Regions from separate parts of the Macaca mulatta genome. Here region 2 is linked to region 1. The links are chromatin contacts, called in public Hi-C maps. All regions are on one chromosome and are shown on one strand. The core of a region is the stretch at or near the end of the contact, and the rest is flanking DNA. Distances in the headings are between cores, read along the strand shown. Region 1 holds the start of MVD (mevalonate diphosphate decarboxylase). Region 2 holds the start of APRT (adenine phosphoribosyltransferase).

Region 1 (5,762 bases), core at 3,226-5,725:
AGGGTCTCACTGTCACCCAGGCTGGAGTGCAGTGGTGTGATCATGGTTCACTGTGGTCTCCAACTCCTGGTCTCAAGAGATCCTCCCACGTCAGCCTCCCAAAGTGCTGGGATTGCAGATGTGAGCCACTGCACCCAGCTGGTACCAACTGTTCTACAAACGTTCTGGAAATGGCACTGTGGTGTTTTGTCGTCAGTCCACACGTACCTGGTCCTGGTGCAGAGTGACACTCAGGGACGAGTTGATGGGCAGAACCAGCTCTTCATCGCGCTTGCCCCCTGTAATGAACAGCCAGGGCCAGGCCGGTGGGCTTCCCGGCCCACCCTCCCCCAGTATTCCCCACAGGTGCCCCCACCCCCCACCCACAGCCCCCACCCGCCTCGGTCCTGTCTCTCACCACACATGTGTGGCCATCCTCTTGCTAGACCCCTGCCTGCAAGAACTGCTCCCCGCCCCACTGAGCTCAGGCTCCCACCACAGAGCTGGAGGCCAGCCAGCCTCCCTCCCCACTCCATGCTCCTTCATCATCATCTGTGAGTGCCCAGGTGCAGAGCGCTCTGACCGCGGCCTGCCTCCCCTCCACCTTCCCAAACAAGAGGAGCCCAGCTCTGAGAACTCCTCAAATCTCACTGCTCATATTCCCCGGGAACATCCGGGATAAACCCCTTTCTGCCCAGCACGGCCATGGGACAGCAAGATAAATCAACCTTCCGGAAAGTCTGAAATGAAACGTTTGCCTGGGGAGCACTGCGCAGTGCTTCAGCTGAAGTCTTATTTCACGGCGTCTTTGCTAAGCACACAATCTGCTCGGTTTTGTGAGAGGGGAGGTCTCTGGGGATGGCGGACAGCTCCAGGGGTGATAAATGCGGACACCTGGGAAAGAACCACGCTCTGCAGTTCGCAAGGCTCTTTCTCACACAGCACTGAGTGGCCCTTGTAGGCGGACGCGGCTGCCCTGAGAGGCCGGCAAACCTCTGCTTTCAGGAAGGTGGGCCGGCGGACTTCTCCGTCTGTCTCCCACTGAGGACAACTAAGACCCTGGACATCACAGGTGAGATTCTCACGGGTGACAGAGGACAGCTGTGGGACAGGGCAGGAGGAGCCCCCGGGCTTGCTTTTCTGTCCTGCCTGCCCTAGACCTAGCCCTGCAGAAGCTGGAACTGCCAACCAAAGCCAGCCTTCCCTAGCAGGAGCGGGAAGGACAGCCTAGCAACACAGAAACAGAGTCCCGGCCCGGCACAGTGCAGTGGCTTGCGCCGGTAATCCCAGCACTCTGGGAGGCCGGGCGTGGTGGCTCACACCTGTAATCCCAGCACTTTGGGAGGTCGAGGTGGGCGGATCACCTGAGGTCAGGAGTTTGAGACTAACCTGACCAATATGGTGAAACCCCGTCTCTACGAAAAATAGAAAAATTAGCCAGGCTGTGGTGATGCGTGCCTGTTATCCCAGCAACTCAGGAGGCTGAGGTGGGAAAATCGCTTGAACCTGCGAGGCGGAGGTTGCACTGAGTCGAGGTGGCACCACTGCACTCCAGCCTTACTTACTCCAGCCTGGTGACAGAGGCAGACCCTGTCTAAAGAAGAAACAGATTCCTCCCACACTCCAGGCTGGAACGGTGCCCCCCCTTTCCCTCCCTGAAGGAGTGGGGACTTTCACCGCCCCAGGAGTCAGTGGAGAGCACACAGGGGCCTGGACTCCCCTGACCTGCAGTCTCTTATCAGAGGCCAAGTAGACGCTCAGGAATTCCTGAGGGCCTGGTGGGGATGGGGCAGCGTTGGTGGGGAGGGAACCTGGACTTCTGCCTCCTTATCATGAGCCAGCACCTCCTTCTCCACCGGCGTGCCATCAAAAACCAGCTCAAATGTAAGGGTTAAAGAAGACCAGAGTCTCTGAACGTTACAAGAAAATGGACAAGTTTCCATAAAAATCACTGTCGGCCAGCCGCAGTGGCTCACACCTATGATCCCAGCACTTTGGGAGGCGGAAACCGGCGATCACTTGAGGTCAGGAGTTTGAGACCAGCCTGGCAATATGGCAAAACCCTGTCTCTACTAAAAATACAAAAATTAGCTGGGTGTGGCGGTGCACACCTATAGTCCCAGCTACTCAGGAGGCTGAGGCAGGAGAATCGGTTGAACCCGGGAAGCGGACGTTGTGGTGAGCCAAGATCGTGCCATTGCACTCCAGCCTGGGTGTCGCAGTGGGAGTCCATCTCAAAAAAATAAATAAAAGGCCAGGTGCAGTGGCTCACGCCTGTAATCCCAGCACTTTGGGAGGTCAAGGTGGGCAGATCATGAGATCAGGAGCTCGAGACCAGCCTGGCCAACATGGTGAAACCCCGTCTTTACTAAAAATACAAAAATTAGCCGGGTGTGGTGATGCGTGCATGTAGCCCCAACTACTCAGAAGGCTAAGGCAGGAGGATTGCTTGAACCTGGGAGGCGGAGGTTACAGTGAGCCAAGATTGTGCCACTGCACTCCAGCCTGGGTGACAGAGCAAGACTCTGTCTCAAAAAAAAAAAAAAAGGAGAAAACCCAGAAACAGACCCAAACAAGCCCAGCTGATTTTTTTTTTTTTTTTTTTTTTTTACAAAAGTGCAAAAGCAATTCAATGGAGGAAGGGTAGCCTTTCTGTGCTAAATGGACAACCTTGGATCACAGACAAATATAAAAGGCAATCCTATACAACTCGGAGAAAAGCAGAAAATCTTCAGGACGTAGGGCTACGCAAAGAGGTCTTAGACTTGACATCAAAACTGATACGCTGAACTTCTTTAAAATGAAAAACTGGCTCTTTGTTAAGAGGATGAAAAGATTAGCTAGTTTGGGAGACAGTATCTGCAAACCACGTGTCCAACAGGAGACTAATATCTAGAACACCTATTTTATTTTTTTTCAGTAGAGACGGGGTTTCACCATGTTGGCCAAGCTGGTCTCAAACTCCTGACCCCAGGTGATCCACCCACCTCAGCCTCCCCAAGTGCTGTGATTACAGGCTTGAGCCTGCGCACCCAGCCTATAATGTATAATGAACTCTCAAAACTCATAGTAAAAAAGCAAACCATCCAGTGAGTGCATGGACACAGGACATGAACAGACATTTCACTGAGAAAACCCACAGATGGCAAATAACCACAAAGAAAGACGCTCCACATCACTGGCCAACAGGGAAATGCGAATGAGGAGCACAGCACCCTGTCAGCACATCCCTACCAGGACGCGGCTAAAATGAAAAACAGCAACTCCACCAAATGCTGGTGAGGATCTGGAAAAACTGCGTCATGGTAGGGATGCAAAATGGCCCAGCTACTCTGAAAAACAATTGGACAGTTTTTTTTTTTTAAAGTATATATATACACACACATGCATATACGTATATGCATATATATATCTACCATCTGACCCAGCAACCGCACTCCTGGGCATTTATCCCAGAAGAATGAAAATGTATGTTCACACAAAAACCTGTACACATTTTATGGCAGCTTTATTGGTAAGGGAAATACAAAAAAATTAGCCAGGCATGGTGGCGGTGCCTGTAAAAAAAAAAAAAAAAAGAAAAGAAACAAAGAAAGAAAACCTCAGATGCTCTTAACGGGGTGAGGCCTTGGCTAAGAGGGTGGTCCATGGAGTCCACGGACTGGCTCAGCAACAGAGGGGCAAAGCATTGATACGATCGGGGGCACGTCCACATTCTATGCTGAATGAAATAAGCCAAACTCAAAAGATACTGGGTGGGCCACATACTGTGATTCCAGTTTCGGAACATTTTGAAACGACGTTACAAAAATCAGTGGTCAGCGGCGGCCAGGTAACCCCGGCGGGAGGGGAGGGGTGTGGCTATGAACGCGCAGGTGCGGACCGGCCTCCCCCGCAGGGATGTGGGCTGCAGACCCCCTGTTCCCGCTCCTTGGAGGTTACCATTGGCAGAAACGGGGCGAGGGAGGGGCACAGGGCCTCGGGCTGGGGGGCAGTGGCGCGATCTCGGCTCACCGCAGCCTCGACCTCCCGGGCTCAGGCCATCCTCCCGCCTCAGCCGCCCCGGTAGCCGGAGCCATAGACGCGCACCACCACGGCGGATTCTTACGACTCGTGGGAATCGATGATTGATGATTTCGATAAAGTTCGGTAATCGCTAATGGGCAGGCGCGGGGCGACCCTGCAGGGGCGGCAGCCGTGGCGGGGGAACAGGTGGCGCCGAGCCCGTCACGCGGAGAAGGAGCGCGCGGCTCCGCCCGACCACCGCCGCCCCCCTCCCTGAGCCTCAGTTTCCCCGTCTGTCGAGGCCCTGGGAGAGCAGGACGGAGCGCGCCGCCGAGTCAGCGCGCGACCCCCATGGACCCGGCCTCGCTCCCGGCCATCCCCGTCCCAGGCCGGCCCGCGACACTCACAGTACTTGATGACCGCGATGTTGACCGGCGCGGTACAGGTGACTGCCGCCAGCGGCTGCTCCGAGGCCATGGTCCCACCGCGCGGCGCCCCCAGCTCCACAGCCACTTACGGCCGGCGATCCCACCCCAGAGGGCTCTGCCGCCTCACGCGCTGCCACAGGATTGGCCCGTGAGAGCCCGGCAGCTCGCGCGCCGACCAATCAGCGGCGAGTCTGACGCACGCATTTCCTCTCAGCCAATGGACGGGATCGGACGATGGGCCGCTGACGTGGGTCCGCCCCACCTCCTGAGGGTGCTCGCCAGGCCTGAGGGGGTGGTGTCTGCGCAGGCGCGGTGTGCGCAGGTGCGTAGCGTCGGCGTCGGGGTTCCAGGGTCTGGGCGCTGCGAGGTGGGCGCTGTTGCCTTTGGCGGCTCCGCGACTGTCTGCTGGTGCTATGCGGGGTGTGCGGCAGCTGTGCGGGGGCCGTGAGGCGCTGTGGGGGGGCCGTGAGGCTCTGTTTGGGGCGCCGTGTGAGAGGCTCTGCGGGGTCCATCAAGGGGCCGTGGGGCGCTGTGCGCGGCGCTGTGTGGGAGGCTGTGCGGGGGCCGTGGGGCGCTGTGTAGGAGGCTGTGCGGGGGCCGTGGGGCGCTGTGCGGGGGCCGTGGGGCGCTGTGTGGGAGGCTGTGCGGGGGCCGTGGGGCGCTGTGCGCGGCGCTGTGTGGGAGGCTGTGCGGGGGCCGTGGGGCGCTGTGCGTGGCGCTGTGTGGGAAGCTCTGCGGGGGCCGTGGGGAGCTGTGTGGGAGGCTGTGCGGGGGCCGTGGGGCGCTGTGCCTGGCGCTGTGTGGGAGGCTGTGCGGGGGCCGTGGGGCGCTGTGTGGGAGGCTGTGCGGGGGCCGTGGGGCGCTGTGCGTGGCGCTGTGTGGGAGGCTATGCGGGGGCCGTGGGGCGCTGTGCGTGGCGCTGTGTGGGAGGCTATGCGGGGGCCGTGGGGCGCTGTGTGGGAGGCTGTGCGGGGGCCGTGGGGCGCTGTGCGGGGCTGAGGGGAGGGCGGGTCGCGCTGTGCCCTCCATGAAGCTCTCGTATGGCCCCGCTGGGTATGGGGGTGCACACAGGCCGGAGGTCAGGCGCTGGAAGATGTGTCCCGAGATCCACTCTGAACCCGGCAGCCAAGGGCACCCTGTCCCGCCGCCCACAGCCTTTTCCGCGGCCGTAGCCTGGGCCAGGGTCCCCCCATGGGACTCGAACGAAAGACCCTGGGGCGGGAAAGCCCGGCAGCCCAGAGCTGGATCCAGCCTGCATTGAGGTGGGCGTCTCAAGTACCCCGTCTAAGGCCCTGCAGGAGCAAAGCCTTGGACTGGGTTGTGGCGCTTGTGTGTGCATTGACTGCTCTT
Region 2 (5,666 bases), core at 502-3,001, 160 kb after region 1:
GCCACCCTAGGCCCTGACTCCAGCCCCACCTTGCTGTTCCCTGGCTGTGTGAGCCCAGCCTGTGTCTCACCCTCTCTGAGCTCCCAAGAGCACTGTAACCACAGCAGCTCCACTTGACACGCCTGGGAGGGCCTTTAGATCTGGGGGAGAGTGGCCACGGTGGCCTGGCCCTCCCCTTCCTCTGGCCACCCCAGCCCCTTACCTTCCCGTACTCCAGGGCATAGGAGGCCCACACAGTGGGGCCTGGCAGCTTCCCCCGCTTTCGGATGAGCACACAGCCCAGTCCAAGCTCCTGGGCCAGGGAGGGGCCAAAGAGGAAGCCTCGGGAGTCTAGGCCTGTCAGGGCGAGTGACAGGAGTGACTTGGCAGCATGGGAGTCCCCAGGGGCCAGGGTTGGCCGGTGCCAAGGGGTACATGGTTGGCTCCCAGCTGAAAGGCCGGTGACGTGCGCCATTTAAGGAGTGTCACCTGTCACCTACCAGGAGCTGCTTCCAGGTCAGAGTGCAGACCTGGGTCTGTCTTTTAAGGGGCTACTTTTTAGCTGTGGTCCTGGGGGAGTCACCGCCCCTCTCCCCCAGCTCAGCAGCCCATCTTTAATGGGGCTGGTAGAAACCTGTCAGGCCTCAACTCTCTCTCAAAGGCAGCTCTGCCCCAGGGCTTCTGTCTAAAAACGGAGTCTCTCAAGGTGACCTGAGCTGTGAGTCTCTCAAGGTGACCTGAGCTGTGATGGTTGGGGGACGCTCAGGGAAACCCTGCCCCAGCCTGGCAGGAGGTCAGGGAGGGCTTCCTGCAGGAGGTGAGAAGGGGGCTCTGGCAGTGCTGGCGCTTCCCTCAGGGCAGTGTGCAGGGAGTGGGCTGTCACGCCCTAGGAGAGGCAAGACCACCAGAACACACTGTTCTCCCTGGGCCACCTCTCGGGCTCTCCCGGAGGCCTCCAGGCCCCCCTTCCTTGGGTGGGCATTCCGTGATCTTCACCAGGGAAGGCCTGGCTCGTGGCAGGCGCTCAATACCAGCTCGCAGAAGGAACAAGAAGCGAGGCAGCTGGGCCCCGTGGATTCAGCTTGGGCACTCCAGGGAGACCAACTGACCTGGCGACTCGGTCACGCTTGTCCTGGGCTGGGAACCCGGAACCTGCGGGCAGGGCGCCTGCACAGCGCGGCGGCCTCGGGGGCCCAACCTCACAACCCTTAGGGGGCGACCCCAAGCACCGTGCCCGTCCCGGCGCCCCCGAAGGACCCCAAAAGCCCTCCCCCAAACAGACGCGCAGAGCCCACGTGCTACCCTCGGCGCGCGCGGAGGCAGAGGCGCCCTGGATGCGGCCACGCGGCACTCGCCTGCGATGTAGTCGATGCGGCCCCCGTGGGTCACCTTCAGGTGTCGCGCCAGGAGGCCGATGGCGGCGCGGAAGGAGGCGGGGTCCTTCAGGACCGGCGAGATGTCCCTGGACCCAAAGATAGGCCTGGTGACGCCGGGGCCGAAGGAGGGCAGCGGCCCCGGGGGCGAAGGATGAGGGTTCCCGCCCTGCCCGCCCCGCTTGCCGGACAGTGCCGAGGTCGCGGGCAACGCTCTCCCATCCGCAGGCCCGCAGGTCGGGACGCCACGAGGGCGGCCTGCGCTTGCACCTGAATAACACGCCCGGGGTGGGGAAGTCGGGGAAGCTGCGGATCCGCCGCTCAACCAGCTGCAGCTCGGGGTCCGCCATGGCCGCGTGCGAGGAGCCAGCGGCCGCTCGAGCGCGCCTGCGCGGAGACTGGCGGGGCCGCCACGAAGGGCGGGGCATCCCCGGGGCGCGGATGCGCGGGTGAGGGCGGGGCTTCCGCGGGAAGGGGCGTCCCTCGCCGGAAGCATGTACCGTATTTCATGGACTCCTAGGCGCCATCGATTTTAAGACGCGCTCGCATTCCACGCACCACTGAGCAGAACGTTCGAACCGGACAAAGGTGCGAGTCAAGGCGCCCTTCCTTTTCTCGGGCCGGGGCCCTGGCGGCTGGAGGAGGGGCGTGAGCTGGTCTCGCCCACGCACCTGGCGCGCTTACGGGCCTCGCCCTTTCTCCGCTATTGGCTGAGATCCCCACGCTGCGCGCGGGAGGCTGGCGCGCGGGAGGCTGGCGCGCGGGAGGCTGGCGCGCGGGAGGCTGGCGCGCGGGAGGCTGGCGCGCGGGAGGCTGGCGCGCGGGAGGCTGGCGCGCGGGAGGCTGGCGCGCGGGGTGGAGGAGGGCGTGAGGAAGGAGTCCAAGTAGCAGGAGGGCGGTGCAGGACCCGGAGGAAGCAGCCCAGGGCGGAGGCGGCGGGCTTGGGCTGGACCGGCCGGGGGCGCTGGCCTCTCGCGGATGGATGGGCCCTGCCGTTGAGGTGGCTCTTCCCCGCCCGGACCTGGGGGAGAGTGGCCGGAAGGCGTGGCCAGGACAGGGGGCGCATCCGCAAAGGCAGTGGCCCTTCTGTCCGCCTGCAGAGGCCAGGTGACTCCTCAGCCTTGGGGTGGGGAGCTGTGAACCCCCTGGCCGCCCGAGGACTGGTACCCAGGGGGTTGCGTGAGGCACAACTCCCTCCAAACACAATTTCCTTTCAAAAAAATCCCCAGGGCTAAAATGCCTTGCGCTCTATTCCAAAACTTTTCTTCGTTTCGCAGCCTTTTTTTTTTTGAGACGGAGTCTCGCTCTGTCGCCCAGGCTGGAGTGCAGTGGCGCGATCTCGGCTCACTGCAAGCTCCGCCTCCCGGGTTCACGCCGTTTTCCTGCCTCAACCTCCTGAGTAGCTGGCGCCCGCCACCACGCCCGGCTAGTTTTTTTTGTATTTTTTACTAGAGACGGGGTTTCACCGTGTTAGCCAGAATGGTCCGGATCTCCTGACCTCGTGATTCGCCCGCCTCGGACTCCCAAAGTGCTGGGATTACAGGCGTGAGCCACCGTGCCCGGCCCATCATTTCGCAACTTTTCCAATTCAGCTTTGGCCTGGCAGCTACTGCAGAAGGGAAAACCCACTCAGTGGAAGGCAGCCCCCAGGAGCCTTCAGAGGGGGGAGGCCGGAGGCTGCGTATGGCTGCTGGGGCCCCCGTTCCAGGGCGGGTGGGGGACCTATCCTCTGATTCCGAGGGGCATGGCAGCGGCTGCCTCGAAGTGTGCCATGGTCAGGGCTGGCAAGGCCTGGGCTCCAGACCTCTAGGGAAGGTGCAAATGGAGGACCCTGATATCTTCACATCCCCGCGGAAGCTGCCACATGAGGCAGGCCCACGGGCCAAGTGTGTGAGCTGCAGTTAAGTCGTCCACATCCAGCCCAGGAGGCCTCGGCCTTCCCCTCCTTGTTCCTGACTCTGTCTCCCAGATGGCCCGAGGAGGGCCTGGGACTGGGGGGTACTGGAGGAGGGATCTGGGGAGGGTTCAACACGGAATTGGCCCTGTCACCTCCTTCAAGCCCGGGCTGTTGGGCTGGTATAGGAACAGCAGGGAGCCCCGAGTCCTGCCCTTTGGCAAGGAATGCAGCGCTGGGCTCTGGAGAAGGTGGGAGGCGGCCGGAGCTGGGCACCTGATTCTTGGCAGCTGCTGGGAAGGTATAAAAAGAAAATAAATCTCAGGACCCCAAAATCACTAAGCCGAGAAAAGCCAAGCTGGGAATTAGGCAAACCTGCCTCCTATTTTATTTCTAAGTAACGTAGCTACAATGAGAAAGACTACATACCTTTCTCATAATTAGCGCCCAAGGAAATTCCTTGTGGACAAAGGACAGACGGAACTGGAAGTCACCCCTCTGGGGCTCCTGAGACAAATGCTTATCTGATTGTTCCCCTCCATTATTGTTAACATAAAAATGTGGATTCACTGGGCCAGACTGAATCACGTATTCAGTGGAAGACTGGCCGAACCAATGTATGTCTTACACATACTATCTTATGTCTCCCTAAGATGTAAAGGCAAACTATACCCCCAACCACCTCGGGCACATGTTTTCAGGACCTCCTGAGGCTGTCACGGGCGCATCCTTAACCTTGGCAAAATAAACTTTCTAAATTGACCGAGACCTGTCTCAGATATTTGGGGTTCCCAAAGGCGTGAGACGGCAGTGTCCTGAGGCCGAGGAGGAGGGTCCTGAGATCTGAGGCCCCGTGGGCGAGGAGGAGGGCTGAGCACACTCCAGGGTCAGGTCCTGGGTAGGTGGAGTCATGCAGTCCCCCTGTGTCTGCAGGTGCCGTCTGTCTGGCCTGGGCAGGGTCCGGGGGAGCACTGAGGCCAGAGCCGTCCTCCCCCCAGGCACTTGCAGAGCCAACCGGAGATTCCAGGCCTGGCCTGGGTCCACGCGGGTGCTAGTGGGACCAGAGGCACTTCTTGGGAATGGATTCTGGAGGTGTCAGACACTTCCCTAACTTTTCACAGCCCGGGGGTGCCCAGTTCTGGGAAATGAAAATTGAGAAAACAACACAGTTATTCCAAGCTCGCGTGGGCCCAGCAGCAGCACTTTGTTGTTCTGTTTGGAGACAGTCTCGCTCTGTCACCCAGGCTGGAGTTCAGTGGCACGATCTCAGCTCACTGCAACCTCTGCCTTCCGGGTTCAAGCGATTCTCCTGCTTCAGCCTCCCGAATAGCTGCTGGGCTTACAGGCACGGCTATACTCCACGCCTGGCTAATTTTTGTATTTTTAGTAGAGACAGGGTTTCACCATCTTGACCAGGCTGGTCTTGAACTCCTGACCTCGTGATCCACCCGCCTTGGCCTCCCAAGGTGCTGGGATTACAGGTGTGAGCCCCCACGCTCGGCCATTTCTTTAATAGAAACAAGGGTTCCCCATGTTGGCCAGGCTGGTCTCAAACTTCTGACCTCAGGTGATCCGCCTGCCTTGGCCTCCCAAAGTGCTGGGATTACAGGCGTGAGCCACCACGCTTGGCCATTTCTTTAATAGAAACAAGGGTTCCCCATGTTGGCCAGGCTGGTCTCAAACTTCTGACCTCAGGTGATCCGCCTGCCTTGGCCTCCCAAAGTGCTGGGATTACAGGCGTGAGCCACCACGCTTGGCCATTTCTTTAATAGAAACAAGGGTTCCCCATGTTGGCCAGGCTGGTCTCAAACTTCTGACCTCAGGTGATCCGCCTGCCTTGGCCTCCCAAAGTGCTGGGATTACAGGCGTGAGCCACCACGCTTGGCCTTGAGCAGTTTGATGTGTCCCCTGCCCAGTCCAATCCCCGACTCCCATCTAATTGGCCTCAGTGTGGAGGCCACCTCAGTCCAGGCGGGCAGCTACACAGACGCCTCCCCAGGAATCATGGGAACTCGGGAGGCGACGCCCTCCCGACTCAGCCTCCCAGCTCTGAGGAGGCTGCTGTTGGAGGAGTGAGAACTTGGTGGGGAAGTCCTGGGTGTGGGGGATGCAGCTGCCAAGTGGCTGAGGGCCTCTGTGTGGCCAGCAGTGTTAGAAAGGCCCACCCCGAGCCTCTCAACTCATCACCCTCTCTTGCAGCTTCAGCCTCTCAAGAAGCCTTTCCCAGGGAGGAGCCGGTCCCTGCCGCGCTGCTGGGCTCAGTTCAGTGTGGCACTGAGCGGAGCCCGCACCCCTCCATCGCCTGGGTGTGTGTGGACCTCACAGCGCAGCCCCACTTAGTGGAAGCCTTGCTTGGTGGGAGGGCACTTTTCCTGGCAACAGAAAGGGAGACTTATGCCCCTAAGAGGAGCCTTCTTGGC

Evidence for each region. A called contact is a pair of places that touch in the nucleus more often than the background predicts.
Region 2: a contact with region 1 is called in a Hi-C map of fetal cortex germinal zone, with 2.3 times the contacts expected there. The contact joins the promoter of APRT here to the promoter of MVD in region 1. A contact is called at or near these places in 2 of 14 Hi-C or Micro-C datasets (blood and fetal cortex germinal zone).

What each region holds. Positions count from the first base shown.
Region 1 is chr20:84,052,427-84,058,188 of T2T-MMU8v2.0, forward strand. It overlaps MVD (mevalonate diphosphate decarboxylase), which reads right to left and starts at 4,476. Exons shown (of 10, transcript NM_001260543.1): 1 at 4,392-4,476; 2 at 208-278. The coding sequence starts at 4,461. It overlaps LOC144338177, which reads right to left. Exons shown (of 2, transcript XM_077986742.1): 2 at 4,498-4,885. The coding sequence ends at 4,498. It overlaps LOC144338190 (a long non-coding RNA gene), which reads left to right and starts at 4,703. Exons shown (of 2, transcript XR_013412075.1): 1 at 4,703-4,734.
Region 2 is chr20:84,210,336-84,216,001 of T2T-MMU8v2.0, forward strand. APRT (adenine phosphoribosyltransferase) reads right to left here and starts at 1,752. Exons shown (of 5, transcript XM_077986734.1): 1 at 1,623-1,752; 2 at 1,282-1,441; 3 at 203-1,116. The coding sequence starts at 454. It overlaps LOC144338183 (a long non-coding RNA gene), which reads right to left and starts at 3,539. Exons shown (of 2, transcript XR_013412067.1): 1 at 3,402-3,539; 2 at 2,813-2,961. It overlaps GALNS (galactosamine (N-acetyl)-6-sulfatase), which reads right to left. Exons shown (of 12, transcript XM_077986725.1): 12 at 3,606-4,384. The coding sequence ends at 4,298. LOC144338180 (a long non-coding RNA gene) reads left to right here and starts at 3,605. Exons shown (of 2, transcript XR_013412064.1): 1 at 3,605-4,813; 2 at 5,070-5,666.